Regions from separate parts of the Mus musculus genome. Here regions 1, 2 and 4 are each linked to region 3. A link is a contact called in public HiChIP or PLAC-seq data. All regions are on one chromosome and are shown on one strand. Each heading gives the region's core, a stretch centred on a gene start, on an enhancer-like site or on the middle of the called end of the contact. The rest is flanking DNA. Distances are from core to core; before and after follow the strand shown. Region 1 holds the start of Clic4 (chloride intracellular channel 4 (mitochondrial)). Region 2 holds the start of Srsf10 (serine and arginine-rich splicing factor 10). Region 3 holds the start of Grhl3 (grainyhead like transcription factor 3). Region 4 holds the start of Gale (galactose-4-epimerase, UDP).

The links. HiChIP or PLAC-seq counts read pairs in DNA pulled down with a chosen protein or histone mark.
Region 1: a contact with region 3 is called in a FOXA1 HiChIP or PLAC-seq map of pancreatic cancer cells. The contact joins the promoter of Clic4 here to the promoter of Grhl3 in region 3.
Region 2: a contact with region 3 is called in an H3K4me3 HiChIP or PLAC-seq map of embryonic stem cells, with 11 read pairs. The contact joins the promoter of Srsf10 here to the promoter of Grhl3 in region 3. A contact is called at or near these places in 1 of 39 promoter capture datasets (the HPC-7 cell line) and 2 of 115 datasets of contacts at active chromatin or transcription factors (embryonic stem cells and pancreatic cancer cells).
Region 4: a contact with region 3 is called in a FOXA1 HiChIP or PLAC-seq map of pancreatic cancer cells. The contact joins the promoter of Gale here to the promoter of Grhl3 in region 3. A contact is called at or near these places in 1 of 115 datasets of contacts at active chromatin or transcription factors (pancreatic cancer cells) and 1 of 9 other capture datasets (pancreatic islet).

The regions. Positions count from the first base shown.
Region 1 is chr4:135,271,293-135,274,839 of GRCm38.p6, forward strand. It overlaps Clic4 (chloride intracellular channel 4 (mitochondrial)), which reads right to left and starts at 1,468. Exons shown (of 6, transcript NM_013885.2): 1 at 1,226-1,468. The coding sequence starts at 1,297.
Region 2 is chr4:135,854,059-135,857,476 of GRCm38.p6, forward strand. Srsf10 (serine and arginine-rich splicing factor 10) reads left to right here and starts at 2,013. Exons shown (of 6, transcript NM_001080387.2): 1 at 2,013-2,233. The coding sequence starts at 2,169.
Region 3 is chr4:135,572,064-135,575,290 of GRCm38.p6, forward strand. It overlaps Grhl3 (grainyhead like transcription factor 3), which reads right to left and starts at 1,569. Exons shown (of 16, transcript NM_001013756.2): 1 at 1,345-1,569. The coding sequence starts at 1,361. Gm30888 (a long non-coding RNA gene) reads left to right here and starts at 1,517. Exons shown (of 3, transcript XR_390832.2): 1 at 1,517-1,585.
Region 4 is chr4:135,962,142-135,965,564 of GRCm38.p6, forward strand. It overlaps Gale (galactose-4-epimerase, UDP), which reads left to right and starts at 1,584. Exons shown (of 11, transcript NM_001356493.1): 1 at 1,584-1,647; 2 at 3,193-3,315. The coding sequence starts at 3,198. Hmgcl (3-hydroxy-3-methylglutaryl-Coenzyme A lyase) reads left to right here. Exons shown (of 9, transcript NM_008254.3): 9 at 1-527. The coding sequence ends at 69.

The DNA of each region.
Region 1 (3,547 bases), core at 218-2,717, 300 kb before region 3:
TTAAAACTAAGAAAGGGCAGACTTTAGTACTGGATGCCTGTTGGACTTCTAGTGTTGCCAGTTTCGACCTAAGCCTGGATATTTAGTGGCTAACAGAACGAACGTCAGGGTTTCCAAGGAGGCTCAGTAAAGCAGGGGACCCAGATGTTTGTTGCGTTAACTTTTCCCTCCTTCGCTACGCCCCAAAAGGGAGAGGCGCGGAGAGCAGTCAGAGAAGCGTTTCTAGGCGAAGAAGGCAGCTCCAGGGTTTACAAACTGAGGAGGGCGAGAGGAATGAACCTTTTTAAGCCCGAGAGAGCGGAGAATTCAGGTTTTCTTTCAAACCAAACGGGCTTGCCTGCCGAGGTGGCAACAGCAAACGAAAGCGGCCAAAAGGTTGCATCATGTGAAAACAGGCGCGCTAGAGAAACAAGAAAACCAGATGGTGGTAAAACACCGGACAGGAAAACCCAAGTCGGGAATCTCTGTATTTTCCGGAAGCCTTGGGGCATCCACCCTTCTTTTCGCTTTTTCTTTTCTTTTCCTTTTTTTTTTTTTTTCTTCTTCTTTGCAGTTAGTTGCCTGGGTTTTGGGTGTGTGTCCGGAGGCTCACATTTGTAACCCAGGCTGGCCTCGAACTCGAGGGACTCCTCAAGCCTCTACTGCTGGGTCATAGCCGAGTCACCACGCCCGCATTAAAAAAATTCTCCCCTCCCCCATGCGGGAGGAGGGCTGGGATGAGGGTCCCTCCTATCCCAGGCTTGCCCTGGGTTTACTAAGCAGCCAAGGCTGGCTCTGAACTCGGGATCTTCCCTAGACCACTTTTCCCAACTGCTGGGTTTACGGCTCCCGGGTCCCTCCTCCCCTTTACTTTATTTAACATTGTATCAAAGTTAAAGTTTCAGTTTCACCCGGGCCAGGCGCTAGCGTTCCAGTAAGTTGGGTGAGCTATCAGCCCCGCGGCCCGAGGCTGGGGCTCGCGGCGGGGTGGGGTCGGACACGGCGAGGAGGGTGACAGTACCCACGCGGCGCAGCTGAGGCGCGTCCCGCCCTGCGGAGTCGCCTCCCTGTCGCCGCGCCCGCAGGGTCCGCCAAGGTCCCGCTGCGAGGCGGGAAGGCGCGGAGCCCAGACAATGGGAATGAGCGCGGGAGGTACGGCGCCGCCTCGGGCTGCGGGGATGCCGCGTGGGGGCGCTTCGGGGTGCGGGGACGTCAGCCCGCGTCGCTCGGGACGGTGAGCGCTCACCTTGACGAAGAGCTCGATGAGGGGCTCTTTGTCCTCCTCCTTCAGCCCGTTCAGGGGCATCGACAGCGCCATGGCCGGTTGGGCTGGGCTCCGCGGACGGCGGCTGCGGCTGTGGCTCCGGGGCTGCTGTGGCTGCGGGTTCCCGCCGCTCGCTCACTCGCTGGCTTGCTCGTTCGCTGGACAGTCCCGGCGTCTGGCTGCCCGTGGCCTCAGATCCTCAGCACCGCCTCACGCCTCGCGCGCGACTCTGAGGGGGTTGCGGTCCCGGCCGCTTCAAACCGCTGGGCGGAGCCCTATGGGCGGGGCGTGGGCGGAGCAGTGGCCAGGATCCTGCAGGGGTGGGGGGGAAATGGGCGGGCCACAGCTGGGGGCGTGGCCTCAGGCGAGGAAGACAGCGGAGCGCTCTAGCTTCCACGGACCGACCACTAGGGAGCCTGGAGGGCGCTGGGGGCGCGGCCTAGGCTGGGCAGCGCGGATTGGCCGGGAGGTCCCCCCGAAGCCACGCCCCTCAGGGGGTGGGCGGGGAAGGTCCCTGGAGCCGGAGCCTGACACCGCCTCTCTCCGCGGCGCAGCTGCTGCTGGTTGGGTGCCAAGTGACCTCATGCGGCGGCCCGCCTCGCGCCCTCTCCCCCGCTGCAGCCGCAGGGACTCATCGTCCCCTCCGGTTCCCGGGGCGGCGGCCTCCTCGGCTACTTCTGTTAGGCGCGGCCGCCTTTTCCTGGAAAACTTTTGCGAAAGTTTTCATGTCCTTAAGAACTTTTTAATCCTTCTGACCGCGGATCTCCTTTCGTGATCCTTCTCTATTTGAAATCAAGATACTCAAAAGTTCTTGTAAAGTCGTCCTGTGTCCCGGGCTCTGAATTAGGCCAAAACGGTGGGACAGCGTCCCGCTCCAGCACAACCCCAGTGCTTGAGGCAGCGCCTGACTCTGAAAACGTTATCCGTGCTGTTTTGCCCCACCTGGACCGATTCCTGTCTTCCGTTCACCTGGAGAAGTTTAATGAGTCACCTGAGTGCCACTCAGCGCGCAGGGGCGAGTACTTTACACCCTGAGGACAGGGGCCTGAGACACGCGGTCTACTGCGGAATTGCCGTCAGTGAATGTCACCTTTGGGAAATTTGCCTTCTGGTTTTCCTTAATCTGCTCATTCTGTGGTACCTCCCAGGCTAGGGTGATGAGTGAGTTGATTAGAAAGGCTAAATTGGGGGATGGAAGCGGGGTGTCATGGTTATCTCACATCCTCTGTGCCTAGTGTGGATCAGAGTGCTTCAACAAATTGGAATGATGTGTAAAAATGCAGTGCAACCTGCAACTACTTTATCCTCACTCAACCCCATCTCCAAGTTGCTAGATTCTGTGAGAAGGATGCTGTGCCCCAGCAATTAGATCCATCAATGCTCCGGAGTAAGGCTGTTTTAAGTTCACAGTTTGGCAGTGGCCTTAAACACCCTAAACCTCGGCCTGATTTGGTGACATATACGTGGCTCTCAGGTGATGGCTCAGGCAGGAGGGCTGAGAGTTTGAGGACAGTCTGGGTATATTGCAAGACTACCTCAAAATAATAATAATAATAATAATAATAATAATAATAATAATGGCAGTCAAGATGATTCAGCAGGTAAAAGCGTTTGCCTTGCAAGACTTCCAACCTGGATGTGATGTTGGGGCCATCTAAAGGTAGAAGGAGAAAACCAACTCCAGAAAGCTTACCTCTGACTTCTACAGAATGCCATCACACACACACACACACACACACACACACACACCAGGGTTTGGGTTTTGGTCTGCCTGTTTTTTTTCTCCACCTCCCAAGTACTAGGGTCAAAGGTGTCCACCACTGCAACCAACAATCACCGTATTTTTTTTTTTTTTTTTTTTTTGAGCCAGGGTTTCTCTATATACCCCTGGCTATCCTGGAACTCAATCGGTAGACCAGGCTGGACTGGAACTCAGAAATCCACCTGCCTCTGCCTCACAAATGCTGGGATTTAAAAGCATTGTGCTACAACTGCCCAGCACAGTAAAGTTTTAGTAGGTCAGCTGGAAGACTGTATGCCTAGCAGGCTCAAAGCCCTGGACTCAGTTCTCAGCACTGCCTAACTGAGTGTGGTGCCCCATGCCTGTCATCCCTGCACTCCAAAAGGGCAGGCAGGAAGATTAGGAGTTTAGGGTCATCCTTGGCTATAAAATGAGTTTGAAGCTAGCCTGGGCTACATTAAACCCTGCCTCAAAGTAACCAGAAACCTAAGACTTCCGTTCCGTATCTAGACTAGAGAGGGTGGTGTTGGTTACCGCCTTGTGTAATTAGGGAGGGCTGGGAC
Region 2 (3,418 bases), core at 763-3,262, 280 kb after region 3:
TGGAGAAGTAGGCGGAACAGATCATCTTCACACAGCAGGAGAGAGAGATGATTGACAGGCACACTGTACACCCAAGCTGCTCACAGAGAAGGCTCCAGTGCAACATGTTATGTAAATACACCTATCTCAATGGTGACAGCCAGAAGCAGTTGGCTGATGGGAGCTCATCTACGTGGTTGAATCTTCCTGGGTTGCTACTGAAATTACAGTGCCTTTCTTAAGAAATGTTCATTTATTGGGTTACATCGATCTGCCAGCCAGTCGGGTATTTCTAATCCTCCCTGCGCTTTTAAACAGAAAGAGAGAAATGTGAGCATGTGTGTGTGGGTATGGGTGTGCCGGTGCCCGCAGAAGTCAGAAGAGGGTGCTGGATCCCCTAGAGATGGAGTTGCAGGCGGCTGTGAGCCACCTACATTGGAACTGAACTCAGGTCCGTGCTCTGGAAGAGCAGCGCGTGCTCTTAACCGCTGAGCCACCTCTCTAGTCGCTTTCGAACAAAAAGATTTGCAGCAACTTATTCCCCCACCCAGATGACCAAATTATAATTTAAATCAATTATACCATCTTGCAATAAAGCAAAGATTCAAACAAAATACTGAAGACGCATTCCCAGCGGGCAGTACTTTCCTGAAGGCCTTCGGTACAGCCTCCTTCACACCACTCCTTTGGCAGAGCTGCTGTTTGGTAAATTGCACAACGTGCCCAAAAGCCTGGTGGTCAAGGGGTGTTGGACTTCTTGCTTTTCTTCTTGGTCATACTCTCATTCTCTCCGCAGTCCTCATGTTTACCAGAGACTGTGTGATGTATGTGAGGGAAGTGATGTGTGCATCTTCTCACTCATAAGTTTGAACTCCGTAGATATTAACGCATATAAGCCATATTTAAAAACAGGGCGCTGGGCAGTGGTGGCGCACGCCTTTGATCCCAGCACTTGGGAGGCACAGGCAGGTGGATTTCTGAGTTCGAGGCCAGCCTGGTCTACAAAGTGAGTTCCAGGACAGCCAGGGCTGTACAGAGAAACCCTGTCTCGAAAAGCAAGCAAACAAACAAACAAACAAAAAACCACACACACAAAAACAATAATAAAAATCTAAGTGTATTGCCCACTTGTGTATGGGTGCCCTAGGAGGCCAAAGAGGGAACTAGTAACAAAGCACTGAGCCCGCTCCCTCAACGTGGGGAATAGAGGGGAGGAGGCGCTAGAGAGAGGGAGGGGAGGGAGAAGAGAGGAGAAAAAAGGAGAGGGAGAAAAGCAAACCAGCTAGCCAAGGTTTTTTTGTAGCTGGGGAGTCCCATGATGAGGACTGAAAGTTGGAGGGGGACTGGAGCAAGAGGGGGACGATGGGCCGGGGTGAGTGGGCAGTGTCTGTCTTAGGGTGCAGGCAGGTCTGTGGGAAGAAACTTGGCTAGCAAATCCAAGGACCTAGATTGGATCCCCAGAAAACAACAAAGAGACAAACACCACCTCTTCAAGGCTGGAAAAGGGGTTCAGGCACCTTGCATGTGAGCAACAGAGACAAGGACAGCAGGGCCCGGGTCTCACGGGGAGGGAATTGCGTGCCTAGGTGACGCGGATGTGCAGCAAAGGCAGAGAGTTGCACGCACGGCACGCCGAAAGCTCTGCCCCTCCCCCAAACCCCACAAAGAATCTCTAAGTTCCTCTCTCTGGCCAGAGATCTGATAAGAAGCCCAGGCGCAACTCCGAACAGCGGATTCCGGAGCAGCCTCTAGCTGGCTCCGAGGCTCCCGAGCCCGGTCATGGTAGTTTAACCCGAGCGCTCGCCGAGAGGAGGAGGGATGGCGGGCTCGGCCGGGCGGGAAAGGGCGGGAAAGCGCAGCGCTAAAGAAAGAAAGAGGGGGAGGGGAGGAGCCCGCGCCTGGAGCCAATGAACGGCAGCGAGGCCGCGGTGCGCGCGTCAGGCCGGCGGCGCGCGCACGCCCAGAGATCTCGCGGGAAAAAGCCGTTGTCCCCCTCCGCCGGTGCTGCGGGGCGGGAGGTGGGAGGGGGCCTGGAGGCGGGAGCCAAGTCTCGCGAGAAGAGGCAGTTGCCGTAGCGGAGCCCTCTGGGTCTGTGCGAGTGTGGTGTGAGTGGATGTGAGCCGCCGCCGGAGCTGCGGACGGTTTGCCCGAGCCCGTTAGCGCCGCCGGCCCAGAGTCCCGCCGCCACCATGTCCCGATACCTGCGCCCCCCTAACACGTCTCTGTTCGTCAGGAACGTGGCGGACGACACCAGGTGAGCGCACCGGAGCAGCTACTGCGCGGGGGAGGGAGGCCGCGGGCGCCCGGCGAGCGGCGGCCGTGGCGCGGGGGAGGGGCGGGGCGAAGATGGCGGGGCCCGCGCCGGCTCTAGGCCGCGCCGCCGGCCTGCAGGAGCAAGGGCGGACACCGGGCCGAGCGCTGGCGAGCGAGCAGGCGTGAGGGCCGCGTGGCGGGCATTCGGGGGCCCCGTCCTCCCCCGCGTGCTCGGCGGCTGGGCCGAGCCGGCGGGCCGGACGTGTGTGTCCCTCATGGATCCGACGTCCACGTTCCATGAGGTGCACGCCCCCCTCGGCCTGAAAGGGATTTTTGTTGTTGAAAACGGGAAAAGGGTTGCCAGGCGGGGCGGCCCAGGCCAGCACTCGGGGAAGCCGAGGCGGGAGGATCGGCGCGAGTCGGAGGTCAGCTCGGGCTACGAAGTCAGAAGATGGAAAAGATGCGAGTGGGATAACGGGATAGCGGAGGGGAGGGTTTGCAGCTCCATCTCCCCCATCTGTGTGGATGGTGATGAGTGGATTCGAGATTGCTGTGGGGGAGAGGAGTCGTGGAGATTGGGGCGAGTGTAACAATTTTTCGGTTAAATGGAGTGATCCACGTGTTTTCGCGGAAATCTCTTTGAAAACGAGGTGCTGGAGAGACCGCTCCCGTTAGGGACCTTCGTGATTAACTTGGGTGAACGGAGGCGGTACTTTTAATAAAAGTCCGCCTTGTCTCCGGGCGTAGCCCCAGCACTCAGAAGACGGGTCTGGGAGTTCGAGTCTCGCCTGGTAAAGGGCTTTGTTTTCACAGCTTGTCCTTTGCTTTGAATTGCCTTCGGAATTTTTCAGAAGAGATTTTTATCACAGGATTACTCTTCGTGTTCGTACAAAATAAACTCCGAAGAAAAACTGAGGTTTTGGGTTTTTCTTGTTTTGTGGAGTTTTGTATCCTCTTTGTCATTACGCATAAAACAAAAGTGGTTAATTAACGACTTAAAAATTTTTCCATTTTGTCGTTTTAATACTTAAGTATGAAGTATGTAGATACTGTGATGGTTTTATTTCAGATTTTTAATGGCTGACCCTGTTGAACAATTTTAGCGTAAGCGGGGATGTGATGGGAATGCTTAATGCTGGAAATTGGGTTCCAAACCAACTTGACTAGAATGAGACCTGCCTTAAAA
Region 3 (3,227 bases), core at 319-2,818:
ACTGCCACTTGGTCACAGCACGCACAGTCCAGGAGATGCAGGCTTGGGTCACTCAGATAATAAGTTCAGGGGTTGGGGCTTGAATCTGGGCCCTAACACTGTGTTTCTATTTTTACTTTAATTGGGGTTCAACTGTCAAAACAGTGTCCTGAGAATCTATTAAAAAAGAAACCTGATGCTTGTAACCATAGTGGTTGGACAGTAGATGTGGCTGTTCAAGCCGGACACACCCCAGAGCTAGCCGGTACATGGGTTCCTGTCTGCAGTTAGGACCCATCAATTCTGCCTGCAAGCGTTTGAGTTCTTAACCTGCTGAGGAAAAGCTCCAAAGAGAGAGACAGAGAAGGGGAGGAAACAACAAGAGGGTCACTGCTAAAGAGGGGAGAAAGGGGAAGTCTGTTTCTTTCCTGCTAGCTCCTTGCCCACAACTTAAAGCGACTCACACCCTCGACTTCTGTCTTCTCCAACATCTGTACCTGATACTGAGGCTGAGAGTGAGGTCAGCGTCAGCCAGTCAAGGGATTCTAGATCCCAGATGTGGGCAGGAATGCACCTGCCTCTCGCCAGACAACACAGATGACCTCACCAAAATCTAGTCCTCGGCTTCCCCAGCGTTAGCACTGCCTCTGGATAAAACTGACCACAATTTATTGAACGCAACTTCAGACCCCTTTCTCTTTGGTAAGCATTTTTACAGCTTTCAGCACACCTAAGAACTCTACAAAGTTCTCTTGTTCCAAATTTCCAAATCAGGAAAATGAAGCTCAGATAAGTCCAACGACTTTTTAAGAATGAACAGCGGAGGAGAGACGGAGCCTGGGTTTGAACCTAAGGAAAGCCACTACAGAGCCCATGTATACAGCCATTACACTATAGTAGCCAGATCGCTTGGGACTGTTCCAACTCAACATAAAGGACCTTTAGAGAAACTCAACTCTTTGCATAAGACAGCTCTGAGAACCACCTCCAAGACGTTCCCTTTGGCAAGAGGAGAGAAAGCTTCCCTGGGGCGGGAGTGTCTCTGATTTCCAAGGCACCTCCAGAGTATCAAAAAGCGATGCCAAGATTCACGGTTTCAGGCAGCCCGGGTGTTTGCCTTCCTCGAAACTGCTCAGCACAGAGAGAAAGAAAAACTATTTTCCCAGGGAAACAGTCAGCTCTAGATAGAGAGCTGAACGTGCCTCAACACGCTAAGGCAGGATCGTCAGCCCATTCATTCACCCTTACAAATTGCCGTGTGAATCCGGGCGCCCGGCCTCCCTTGCTCTTCCCTCTGCAGGGAATCCCAGCCAGCCTCGGTGTGCTGGGGAGGCCGGGAGGCCAGACATCCGTGGCTTTACTCACTCAAGTTCATTCGACATCTTCCTTCTCCGAGGTTCCAGCGATCCGTCTCTGGTTGGCTCGCAGGCGCTGCTGACCACTCGTCTCTTAATTCTCCTCTGACACAGACATTCCCTTCCTGCCCGGGGAAGCGTTTGCTCTACGTTGCGCTTTGGATGTTGAGATTTTGCTGACAGCGGTCCCCGGCTGCGGTGGCGCTGATTGGCTGGAAGCACAGGTGCCGACTGCAGCTAGACCACAGCAGGTGCAGATGTTAACTTTTGGCCCACCAGCAGGGGCGGAGCTCCGGGGGGCTGACTGGGTGGAGCCGGCCAATTCCTTCTTAGCTGAGGGGGTGAGGGGGTGGAGACGAGGGAAAAGGGAGGAGACAAACGTTGGGAAGGAACGGGAGAACTAGAGGAAAAATACAGACAGGTACTTGGCTCAAAGGGAAATCTCTGTCCATCTCATCGCTCGGATCCTGGATCCCACAAACATCTCCCCACAGACACCATATCTCTTTATAGTCACCTTCTCTACCCGGAAAATTTCACGGAAGAGAGCAGGTAGCTCTCTGTGAGTCCCCTCTCTTTTCTCCAGAACTTTCCCCTTCGGGTAACAAACACCACAGGTTCTAGTCTTGTTAGCTAAGTGATTTCTTCCTATTCTCCCAGTAACCAGCTAGGAAGGACTTTCTGTCAACTCTCCCTTCCACCCCAACCAACCCCATGCCCTCTACAGGTGATCGAGGAAATGTAGGTTGGAGAGGCAGGGTGCCTTGCCTAAGGGTGAGAGCCAGTGTCAGAGACCCGTTCAGTCATCTGGGAGACTAGCTACTCCTTGAGTTGAAGTTGGTGGCCTCAGTTGACAGGGGACATTTACTAAGTACCGAGTGTGCAAGGTCTCCTCGCTCTGGGTTCTGGGGCAATAGCGGGGAAAGAAAATGCTGGTTTCTATTCAGGAGGAGCCCCCCCTCCCCCAATGTGCATGAGTGTGTGTGTGTGTGTGTGTGTGTGTGTGAGAGAGAGAGAGAGAGAGAGAGAGAGAGAGAGAGAGAGATGGGGTGGGGAATCAGGGAATTAGGGCAGGGCAGCCTTTCATCTTGTGCGATGCCAATCTGAACGGGATGTGGGCAGACCACATGCCTCTGGCCAGCCCAGAAAGGATGGAAAAGTTGAAGGTGGTTGCCTCAGGAGTCTTAGCTGGCCAGTACACTGTAAGTGCTCTGTGCTAGGCACTCAGGAGATGCCTCTTAGGCGAGGGGATGGTGGGGGATGGGCTATGAACAACCTAGGGTGGTCATCCCCAAATGCCCACAAGTACCAGCAGAAACAGAGAGCTTCCATGGGGTTCATAGGAAAAGAGATCTAAGCTGCGAATCTTGGAATCTCATGCTTACTCTTTTACCAATACCCTCAGCCCCGCCCCCATGCCCACTCTCCCCATCCCCCACTCTCCCAACCATCCCCCCCCACTCCACCCCCAGTTCATTGCTCATTCTTCCTGGGTACCTCACCTTGAGCGTTCCTCTGGAGGAAAGGTGACTTTACCCTGAGAAGCCCTATCTGATAACTCAGGAGGGCCTGCTTAGGATGGGCTACCGGGCTTGAAGACTGATCGGAGTCCTTTCCCATTGGAATCTGTTTGAGGGCTACCCCTAAGGAGCCCTGAGGTTAGCTAAGGACCATGGTGATTGCTAACACGGCTAGCTCTCTCTCCAGTAATGCTTGTGAGAACAGACATCCAGCCCTCAGGTTTCACATGGCTTTATTCTGTTCCCTGCAAAGCCCTTCCGGATTTTCTCACATCATCAGGTGTCTATCTCCCTTCCCTCTGGAACGTGAGTTCCGTAGGAGCAAGAGGCCTTGTCTGCCTTGGTTACTCTCCAGCACTGGCTTAGGTGTCTG
Region 4 (3,423 bases), core at 334-2,833, 390 kb after region 3:
GACTTCATCTGTCAAGCCCTTAACAGAAAAACTAGTTCCAAAGTGGCACAGGCCACCTGCAAGCTCTGAGACCCTCGTTCGCCTGAACCAGAACGGAGGGAATTGGGTGTATACAATGATTCCTGGATGAAGAGATGGAATGAGAGCAAATGAGCCGGCATCACAGAGGTCCCTGTCCCTGATGATAAGGGCTAGAGCTGCCTGGCCTGGGCCAGCTCCCCAGAGCTGTGCCTAAGCACTTGCTTGGGATGGCCCTGGGTGAGTCTGCCTGCCAACAGAGCTGATGTCCACCGCCGCAGGGCCTTTGTTCTACCTCTGAGGACAGAGAGCAGTTTCCCCTTATGCCAGCAGAGCATTTGCTGGAATGGTGGGGGTTGATCTGCATCTGTGGTCATCTGCCAACGAAATCTCCACTCTGTGTGTGATTTTTTTGAAAACAGCTTATGTAATTAAAGGTTTAATTTTCTAATATAACATTCAAACGTGTGTTTATGGGTGGAGGAGTAAAATTGCTCTGAGGGAAGAGGGAAGGTTTTGTGGCTGGTTCATCTTTGGATCTCTTCCATCGCCACACCCAAGCCCCCAGACCACTGACTGGAAATCATTGCTGTGGGGAACACCCTAGGACTCGCTTCTGAGAACGTGCCTGTTTCCAGAGCAGGAAGATAGATCAGGAAGATAGATCTCTTACTGGTCTGGAACTAGCTAAGGAGACTAGGCTGGCTGGCCAGTGAACCCCAGGGATCCATCTGTATCTGCTTCCAGTGAGATAACAAACTTCCACAATGGTCAACTTGACAGTATTATTATTATTATTATTATTATTATTTATTCACGCGCTAGCTATCTTCAGCTTCCCTTTTCATAAACTCACTGAAATTCTGCTGGGCCTGAAGACCTGTACTACCAGGAAAGATTTAGCTTCATTTATGTATTTGTGAGAGAATGCCAGCTATGTATGGTATGTGCAACGGAGGTCAGAAGCGGGCATGGCATCCTATGTAATGAGAGGCGGTAGGTATGTGGGTGCCAGAAACAGGACTCGGGGCCTCTGCAGGAGCAGCCTCCCGAATGCTGGGATTAAAGGCGTGTGCCACCACCGCCCGGTCCCGCTTTGTATCTTAAACCGAGACAAAAGTGTCTTGAGTCCCTATACGGGGGCAGGTGCGCAAACACAGCTTTGGGGGAGGGAGGCAGCGGCTCAGCGATGGGCACAGCAATTGCTACTGTGAATGTCAAGGTTCCTTCGCCATCGCGGGTTTCTTCCCACGTGAACTTGGACGCAGCCCGGGCCAGCCATGTCCTCCAACTGGAGCTGCCCGACCAAGGGTTTGACACAAACAGTGGCTCTGAGTGGAGGGACTAGAAAGGGCCCAGTCCCGACCTTGTTTCTCCTCAACAGCCCGCCGGTAACCGGATGGCGTCCGCACCCCTCATTTCCGCCCTCGATGGAAGCGCACTGCGCAGGCGTTTAAAGCCTGTGCAGACCATTTGTCCCTCCAGGGTTGCCGTCCAGGCAGTAACCCAGTACACACGTTTCCTGGAGGGCGTGGAGGGGCGGGGTCGGGCTGGGCTGTCAGGTCTTAAAGGGGCCGCGGCGCTGGTCGCGGGAGGCGGTGCCTGGAGTCAGCGCTGGAGCTTCCGCAGGTTCGGCCGGTAGAATGAAGGGCTTAGTGAGCTCGGAAGGGCCAATGCTTGGTGGGGAGCGAGGAGGTTCCAAGAGGGTCGGTTCGTGTTCGGAACAGGGCCAGGCTCACCCCTTCTGCTCGCGTTTTCCGCAACCGTAGCGGGGGCCACCCGAGCCCATTCATTCGGGGCTCGGCTCCCCGCTCCTGCTCCCAGCCCAGACCCGAAGTCCAGAGCTAAGCTCCGCCTCGCCCAGGCTGCTGAGACCCAGCATCCGCTCTCCTGCCTTGTACAGACAGGGAAAACTGAGGAGGGGACCGCTGACCAAGGTCATCCCCTAGTCCGGAGCGGAGCGACCTCAGAGCAGCCTTTCTGCCACCAGAGTCCCCTCAGCGACCGCCTCCCCGCGTCTTCGCGCAATGCGGGAGCTGCAGGGAGTCGCGGGGCATAGTCTCGGGGATCCCCCTTAGTCAGTTCTTATTGCTGTGTGACCCCAGGCCGACTGCCTCTGGGCTCAGACCCTAGTACCCAGGGCTGGTAGAAACACCTGCCACATCCAGATGTTGGGAAAATAACGCACAAGTGCGGGGTAGTGATTCTGGGTCGCACTGGACGCCCCGTCCAGTGGGCTGCAGCAGAATAACCCCAGCAGAAACTTGAGGCAGCTCGGAGAAAGACGGCAGCGAGCCAGGTCGTGAAAATGAAAGGCCTCACTGTGTGGACTGCCTCTCTGTCCGCCCAGCAGTTTGCTCAGGGTGGGGATGCACACCTGGCAGCGGAGAGCGAGCCAAATCCACGTCGACACCGGCTCACTTGGTGCTGCCCTCCTTGGGCGGGATCTGTGGCTCCAAGTCAGCTGGGCCAAAGCTGAGCTATTGGCTGCCCCAGGGTGGGGTGAAGCCCTACCCACTCCAGGGCTGTTGGCACTGCAGCCTCTGAGCTGGGCACAGCCTTCCTGGCTAAGGACCCCACCCTTGAGGCCATTTGGCGTTCTTACTGCTTCCTCCCAACTGACCTTCCAGGGGAAGGGTTGTTGGAGCACTAGATGTTAGTCATCAAACCCAGGAACCTTTTGCTCCGGGGAAAAGGTGTCAGTTTACAGGGACAGGTCCCTTTTTCTGTATCCTAGCCTCCCATTCTTAAGCGATGTTCTTCTGCCCGAGACTGTCCATACTCCAGACATGGAGGCAGGAAGGGTGGGTCTTCAAAAGGCCCATCTTCCCACCCTCTGTCAACAGGAACTAGACAGCATGGTGTGTCTGATGTCCTACATATGCAGGTGGCAGACCTTTAAACTGCTTCATTGGGCCCTCCTAATACATGGGGTGTGTACAATAATTAGTTCTAGAGGTGAAAACTGTGCCCTAGAGAGAGTTCAAAACGTCAGCCCCTACAGCCAGAAACTGGTAGTTAGCTAGTTAGACCCAGGGCTGATTCTGGAACCTCTCCTTAAACTAGGGCTCACCCCTACATCCTCCAAGATGAAGGTAGGGGTCGAGCATCCAGTTGGAGTGAGGCCCTGAGCAGGAAGCCTCGGCCACCTCTGAAACTCTGTCTTCTAAGCAGGCGCCATGGAAAAGGTGCTGGTCACAGGTGGGGCTGGCTACATCGGCAGCCACACGGTATTGGAGCTGCTGGAGGCAGGCTACTCACCTGTGGTCATTGACAACTTCCATAACGCCATTCGTGGTGAGTGAAGCTGGGTACGAATCAGTGAACAGTTTCTAGAGGGGTTGGGTACAGGACCCCATTCTCTAATATTGAACACCGTGTGCCCCACCACCACCACCACCACCA